Regions from separate parts of the Mus musculus genome. Here region 1 is linked to region 2. The links are chromatin contacts, called in public promoter capture Hi-C maps. All regions are on one chromosome and are shown on one strand. The core of a region is the stretch at or near the end of the contact, and the rest is flanking DNA. Distances in the headings are between cores, read along the strand shown.

What was found. Promoter capture Hi-C pulls out the DNA fragments that hold promoters and counts their contacts.
Region 1: a promoter capture Hi-C map of cranial neural crest shows a contact between it and region 2. The contact joins two enhancer-like sites. A contact is called at or near these places in 2 of 39 promoter capture datasets (cranial neural crest and hippocampal neurons) and 1 of 484 Hi-C or Micro-C datasets (bone marrow-derived macrophages).

The regions. Positions count from the first base shown.
Region 1 is chr2:71,495,178-71,498,818 of GRCm38.p6, forward strand. The region is part of intron 1 of Metap1d (methionyl aminopeptidase type 1D (mitochondrial)); the gene reads left to right. Among named protein-coding and RNA genes, the nearest start is that of Dlx1, 32 kb to the right of the region's middle. Within about 2 kb of position 2,179, at least 13 of the 459 cell types and tissues checked have an H3K27ac peak or open chromatin away from gene starts, as enhancers often do.
Region 2 is chr2:71,190,635-71,194,540 of GRCm38.p6, forward strand. No RefSeq gene overlaps it. Among named protein-coding and RNA genes, the nearest start is that of Dync1i2, 19 kb to the right of the region's middle. Within about 2 kb of position 1,962, at least 11 of the 459 cell types and tissues checked have an H3K27ac peak or open chromatin away from gene starts, as enhancers often do.

The DNA of each region.
Region 1 (3,641 bases), core at 929-3,428, 300 kb after region 2:
CCATTCCGATCAAAGGAGGAAAGGAATTTAGCCTGTCCAAGTAAACTGATGAGTGCTCAAGGGAAGGGAGTCAGTTCCGACAAGAATCCAAGAGCTGTGCTCACTTCAGCAGCAAACAGTAAAATCGGAATGAGCAGAGGTTAGTATGACCTTTGTACAAGGGTGACACAGAAAATTGTGAGGTGCTCCATTAAAAAGTGAAAGAGGCCTGCAGAGACGGCTCAGCAGTTAAGAGCACTGACTGCTCTTCCAGAGGTCCTGAGTTCAATTCCCAGCAACCACATGGTGGCTCACAACCATCTGTAATAAGATCCAACAGCTACAGTGTACTCAAATACATAAAATAAATTAATCTTAAAAAAAAGCACTCATATAAAATTAAAAAGACACTTTTTTGTTTGGTTGGTTTTTTGTTTTTTTTTGTTTTTTCGAGGCAGAGTTTCTCTGTGCAGTCCTGGCTGTCCTGGAACTCAGGTTGGCCTAGAACTCAGAAATCCTCCTGCCTCTGCCTCTCAAGTGCTGGGATTAAAGGTGTGTGCCACCACTGCCTGGCTAGAAAGACACTTCTTTTAGAAGACCACCCCAAAACACATTTATAGTAAACCATACCACATTAATTTTTACACTGTTTTCCTCTTTTGAGCCACAAATTGGCTGTTATGTTGGGAGTTGGTTTTCCTTTTGACATTCTGGTGGAATTAAACCTCAAAAAGTGTTCAATACATATAATATTAGACAGTAAATATTTTTCAGATATTTTATACATCAGATATTTCAGGTCTGTGGGAATATTATTAAATATTAATCTAAAAAAACACGATGAATTTATCATTCCACTAAATGTGAGCAATATTCCCAACATTTCCAGCAGAAGTTCTCAAGTGCTATTTCCAGATGTGAGAAGTACCCAGCCACATATAAATAAGGAGTATACATTTTATTGGTTTTAGTTTTTAGCTTTTAAAACAGAATCGACATTGTTTTAAAACATCTTTTAAAAGAAAAAGAGGAAGAAGAAAGAAGAAAAGAAGAGGAAGAAGAGGAGGAGGAGGAAGAGGAAGAAGCGGCGGCAGCAGTAGCTACACTTAGGTTGGAAGCAGACTACAGTTAATTTTTTATATTGGTGCATAAAACTGTCAAATGTGTCTTTATTCATATGGTCAACTGAGTCTACCCAGTTGAATGGAAGATAAAAATTACTTGTGGCAATGTAGCTATACCAAATTCAAAGCCATCTTGAGAAAAATTGCATATTGTTCCTTGCACTGAAAAAGGCTTTTATATAATTTCTCTTTGTTTTTGTTTGTTTGTTTGTTTGTTTGTTGAAGTTAGCTCCTTGATGCGTGATCTTGGCTTCTGTTGTCTTGAGTCTGTTTAGTCTCGGCCATGGAAGCCTGGATAGGGCTCCCTCAGGCTTTTGCTTTTCCATTTTGGGCTGTGGCTATTGACACCCTTTCCCACCACGCCTCCCGCCGTGGATTACAGCAGAGACGATTCCTAAGACTGTCAAAGATTCCCATCCCAATGTTTTCTTTCATTTGGTGTTGTATAGTGAAGATGCATTAAGCATGAATTCAGATGGGGACTTCGGGAGATTTTTGTGTGTGCTGATATTGCTATAGGTCCAAGTTGTTTCAGAACAATCACTTGCTTGTAAAATAGTAACTTTACATAGTATATCAAGAAGGAAGGAAGGAAGGAAGGAAGGAAGGAAGGAAGGAAGGAAGGAAGGAACCCAAAGGTAGAATGCAGTTGACATTGTTATAAAATGAAAAACTAAAATTATGTTCTTATCAAATGCTTTAATACAATTTAAAAATATTCTTATCAAAGCTGTACCTTTGCTGGAAGTCCCCACATCTTCTGTTATTAGGTATTTTAACCCAAAATGACTAACACTTTAAGTAGTATTTTACATGACAGCTGTATTTATGAATAGTCTTTAAAAATTTTTTAAAAAAAATTAAAGGACTTTCTTACTATCTCATTTTTTTTAAACTCATGATGTTTTTGTATGGCCATTCTCTAAAATTGAATTCCATGTGTGATTTCTGTGAAATTGCCCTTTCTGGTTTCTATTTGTGTGCTTTAGTATAAAATTGTCCTATCACCCTCCTCTTGAGCCGAGGTGTGTGAGGTAACGGGAATGTTCCTCTGGACTACAGAGAGCTGAAAGCTGCCAGATGTTCTGGCTGGCTCGGAAGTGTGTGCTCCCTGGGTCCCAGGCCTGTGTGCAATGCTCCTACGCTACTCTGACAGCACATTTGCTTTGGTTCCTTTTTCCACTCTGGTCAGAGCCCCTCTCTCTCTCTCTCTCTCTCTCTCTCTCTCTCTCACTCAGCTGTATTTAAATGATACTACGGCATCCAGAAAATCTGGCAAAGAAAATGATATTTTGATGACATTTTTCACAGGGCTTAACTGGAATGAATTATTACATTTTAACAAGGCTCCAATAAACAGCCCCTTTATTCCTCCCTAGAAGGGTACAGTATTTCTTTGTCCAAGAAGTGGCCTGAGTGTACGTATTGTTGAACTGCGAAAAAGCTTCTTTTCTCTAAACTTCAGCTGAGAGACAATGGCTTTGCTCGGCATACACTATTTCCTTGTAACTCGGTATTTTCTGATCTGTAGTCTATATAAGATGAGCTGAGATTTCAACTTGAAGTAAATATTTTTTATCTTTTCATTGCATGCAGTGTTGTATTTCCCTATAGAAATGGATCATTTCTAAGTCACTTCCCCTGATCTGCCAAATGATAGACATCTAGTTTTTGCCAAAATCTTTGGCATTCTTCCCTTAGCTGTGGTTAAGCTAGCCTAAAAGTTACACACAGACACACACACACACACACAGACACACACACACACACCCCATAGCCCACCAACACGGGTCTCCATTAGTAAGTACAAGTGTTTATTGATCTGTATGTGTAGTATAGGTGGAGGGTGTGTCTGTTTCCCTAGAGTAGGAAGGTGCTTGTTGTTGAAGTAAAGATCCTTAGGTCCTGGTGGCAGCTACTAGTGAATAATCCTATTATCAAATTGATTTTTTTATGCTTATGGTATTTTGTTTGCTTGTCTATCTGTGTACTATGTGAGTACCTGATGCACAGGGAAGCCAGAAGAGGGTGTCAGATAGCCTGAGACTGGAGCTACAGACAGCTGTGAATCACCGTGTTGTTGCTGGGAATTGAACCCAGGTCCTCAGGAAGAGCAGCCAGTGCTCTTAACCATTGAGCAATCACTCCATCCTCAAATTTGATTTTTCTAAAGAAGCAAATTGAAGCCTTTTCCTGAATTGTTTCTGAGCTGGTCAGTGGTGTTATGCTATGTCAGTTGCTGCTCATACAGTTTTTAAAAGGAGGGAGGATGTCGCACCGAGCTAACTTCTGAGGGAGCCTTGCACAGAGTCCTGTTTGCTTTGACCTGGGAACCATTCTTGATCGTTATTATTGAACTTGGGTGCCCAGGCACCCAAGCCATCCTTTCCTCAGAAATGTTCTACATGCGACTGATTTTTTAGTTTGTCTTCTCTAGAGCCAGGGCTCCCGGGCCTGGGTGATGGCGCTGACCTCCATAGACTATTGCCTGTCTTGCCTTCATCAGGCCACTCATTGTATCAGTAATGGCAGCCAACC
Region 2 (3,906 bases), core at 712-3,211:
TTTGCAAATCTCCATGTAAATGCCATTCCTCGAGGCAGTTAAATGCTCAGCCTCCTGATATTAGCACAGCATGAAAAGCAACAGTTTTTATATTTTCGAGAATACATTTCCCTCAGCAGCGTGCATACGTCAGTATGCATGCATATGTGGATACCTTTTTCTACTATGATATGCTTTATTGCTTACAGACATGAAATCAATTATTTAACTACCAGAGCAAATATATTTGGCTATTGTTTTTTATCTGAACAAGATCTCTAGCTAGACCCTTCCTTCTCTGCTACCTCATCCTGGGCAAAGGAGAGGACAATTTAGTAGTTTACGTGATGATTAACTGTGTTCAAAGGCTCAGAAAATACCGATGGTTGGACAAGGGAGAGAGCAGTTCACAGCATCATGGTCTACTTCGTTCACACAAAGCCGGAAAAAGGTATAGAAAAATATGGCCTATTTAGGAACAACTCTTATGACATGCGTGAGTTTCCTTAAGTCAGTGTAATAGAAATATGCATTAAGAGCCAGCATAATAAGCCAGCATTCTTGGGAGACATTGTGGATAAGAGATTGTCAGGGTTTGTACATATGAGGGAAAGTCTGATATCTAGAAACAGCACATTGGAGAATGGTATTCTGACTTTAATCTTCTGGATGAAACAATGAACTAATTAGCTGCTCTGAGCCATTGATCTACTTTCCACACCTTTGGGGATCAATTTCACCCAATATGGAATTGAGCCAGCCCTGTGTTCCGCACCCCAGCAGTGACCTCTCTGATTCAAATGTAAAATGCTCTTGCAGATGAAATTCACTAGGACAAAATGTTCAATAGAAAGATTACATTTCCAGTGGGGCAGAAAGATATTTGCCAGCATCTCATTAAGGCTTCGATACAAAGTCTCGGATTTCAATCAGAGCTGAGATAGAATGGCAATAATCCAGGAACGAGACGGAGCTAAGGCTTTGTTTCCCAAAGCATTATGCATTTCTCCCCCCATCTACAATAAAATCTTGAAAAAATTTCCAGGAGAATAGATATGGAAAAGAAATAACCCCGTAGTCATTTTAATGTCAGCTGCTCAACGCGCTCTGTGAAGCCTCCCTAGCCAGATAACTTTGGCTTCCTCTCACTTAAGGGGAAGAAAGGTGACATCATTTACATTTAGCCCAACCCGTGAGAAAGGCTGGCAAATCTCTGCCTCGCGAAGGCAGCAACCATTCTTCCACCTCTGCAGCCCCACCTCCCATCATTAATATGGCCCATCCATTTCCCCACCAGCATTTTATTCTCTACCCCTAGAAGTAATTTACCGACTTAATGGAAATGTGAGAGATTTGCTTTAACAGACTTTATGAATGTAAGCAGAGGTCCCGCTGAACACTTCCCTCTGGAGAGAGGTTATCCTTTGGCCAGAGGGCATTTGTAATAGTTCAGTAATCAAAAAAGATTTGCCTCTTCGGACTTGCTAATTTGCTCAGTCTCTTAAGTAACAAAAGGGTCTAAACTCTGCCTCTCAATTTAAAGCGAGCCGAGCCCGGTAAAAGCTTCCAGCTTAGCAAGAAACCCGAGAATTCACATCTGAGCTTTTAGCCCCATTTCAATTTGTGCAAGCCTAATATCACCAGGGCTTGATTTTGACTGTAGGGAAGGTGTGCCTTTTCCTGGAATTTAGTTCTTTATCCAGGAGGGGGCCGCTTGGGAAGCCTACGGACAGGGCAAACTGCCGCACAGATAAAGCTCGTTTTCCTTGAACGATCAGAATTTTTGAGTACAAAGCAGGTTCCACTGGAAAGTGAAACGTCTGCTGTCAAGTCAGGACTCTGGACTGGGTTTTGATGAGAGGGTAGAAGAAAAAAATCAACCGCATTCTTCCTAAATTGCACGGTTGCATATCAGTCAGGCACAACTGTGTCGCTGAATCCACAGCTGTGTCCGCGGTGTATAGGAAAGTGCCGGGCAGTAGGAGGCTCCGTCAGGACCACTGAATGGGTGACTGTAATTGAGAGGCACCATTGCCATGGTTCAGCCGTGGAGAGAAATGTCCCTTGGCTTCCTGTTGTCTCCCCAGTCCTTGACTAACACTTTTGGGCTGTTTGCATCAGCTCTTCCTGCCTTCAGATGCTGAGTCCGGCTGGAACAGGCTCGCCATACAACTTCATGGAAAAATGTATGGTGATGACTGGGGGTGGGTGGGTGGGAGGTGGGGTGGTCCCTTAACCCAGAAGGCAAGTGGAAGGAGACATTTCTATCTATAATTTTGACAAATAGGCCAAATTGCTAGCACTATTCAAAATTTTTTGGTTGTTTATTATTGTTGTTTTGAGACAGGGTCTCATATAGTCAGGGCTAGCCTCAAACTCACCAAACAGTGGAGGATGACTTTAAGTGCCCGGTCTTCCTGGCTCCACCTTTAAATTGCTGAGTTTGCAGGCCTACACCACCACACTCGGGTGTCTAGAGGGGTTGTCTCACTGTCAGCAAAATCCTTGCCTGACCATGGCTTCATGCTAAGTAGACGGGCAGGTAGGAGAGTGCCTCTACCCAGGTCTAAATGAACTAAACTATCTCCTCTGGAAATATTATCCCATGGATTACTGGATTTTCATCAGGCTTCCCTCGCCCCTCCCAAATATGACGAGAGACGAAGACAACCACAGTTGGCTTGTTAGCATGTAGAAAGAATGACAGCTAAGAATAGAACACATTTAAGGAGCTGGATGTGGCTAGCTGATGGAAATAGAAGCAAGGTGATGTCCCTTTCCAAGCAGTCATCATGTCTGTTAACATTCTTCCAGAAACATCTTGGTGGTCCTAATACAAGTTTCCTCAGCATTGTCTGAGCTCCAGCCAAGGACTTTTACCTGGCCTGTCTCATGGCAGATTGGCATATTTACTTTCATATTAAACTCTTTCAAGGACCGAAACATAATGAAGAACTCCCAGATAAGAGTACTACTTTGTAGACTATGACTTCCGTAGACAGTTCAGTTGGTAAAGTGCTCGCTGTGTAAGAGCTAAGACCTGAGTTCCATCACCAGCACCATCATCAGTGCCAGGCATGGTTATCCTAGAGCTCTGGAGACATAGATAGCAATTCCCTGGGGCTCACTGGTCAGCCAGTCTAACCCACTTGATATGCTCCAGACCAGTTACAGACGTCTTGAAAATAAATAAGTAAATGAGCAAATGAACAAATAAGTGGATGGCTAGTGACTGGGGAATGACACCTGAAGTTGTCCTGTGGTCCCCTCACATGCTTGCACATACATGTATCCACAGTCACCCACCCATACATACACACATATGCCTCACACAGACACAAAGGACACTTATAGAGATTTCATCTTTGTAAGCATGTCTATATTCTTATTTTCAAAATAAATGTATTTTTCTTAAACATAATTATTGACTAAAAAATATACATACATAAACAGTAAAATAAATAACGATACAAAGACCTGGTTCCTGAGGTTTGAATAAATTTTGCTTTGGCTATTTCTTCTAATATCAATCTCATTTCTAAGAAATATGTTTGGCTGCTATTTTTTGACTTTTTTCAATTTTATATTGTTTTATGACTTCTTCCTATGCAACATGAGTATTTTTTTCTACACTTTGTGGTGAGTTAAATGTCTCTTATAGGCTCATATATTTGAGTACCTGGTCCCCAGGGGATGGGGCTGTTTGGGAAGGTGACAGAACCATCTCCAGTCCCCTCTCTGCTTCCCACGTGCAGACACAATGTGATCTCTGCTTCTTTGCCATAACAGATTCTATCCCTCGGGAATTGTAAGCCAAAATAAACCCTTTCATCCCTAAATTGCTTTTTGTTATAGCCTTCTGTCACAGAACAGAAAGGACGCCAACGCACCCATGATCCCCATACGTCTGCACGGTTTCTCTTATTA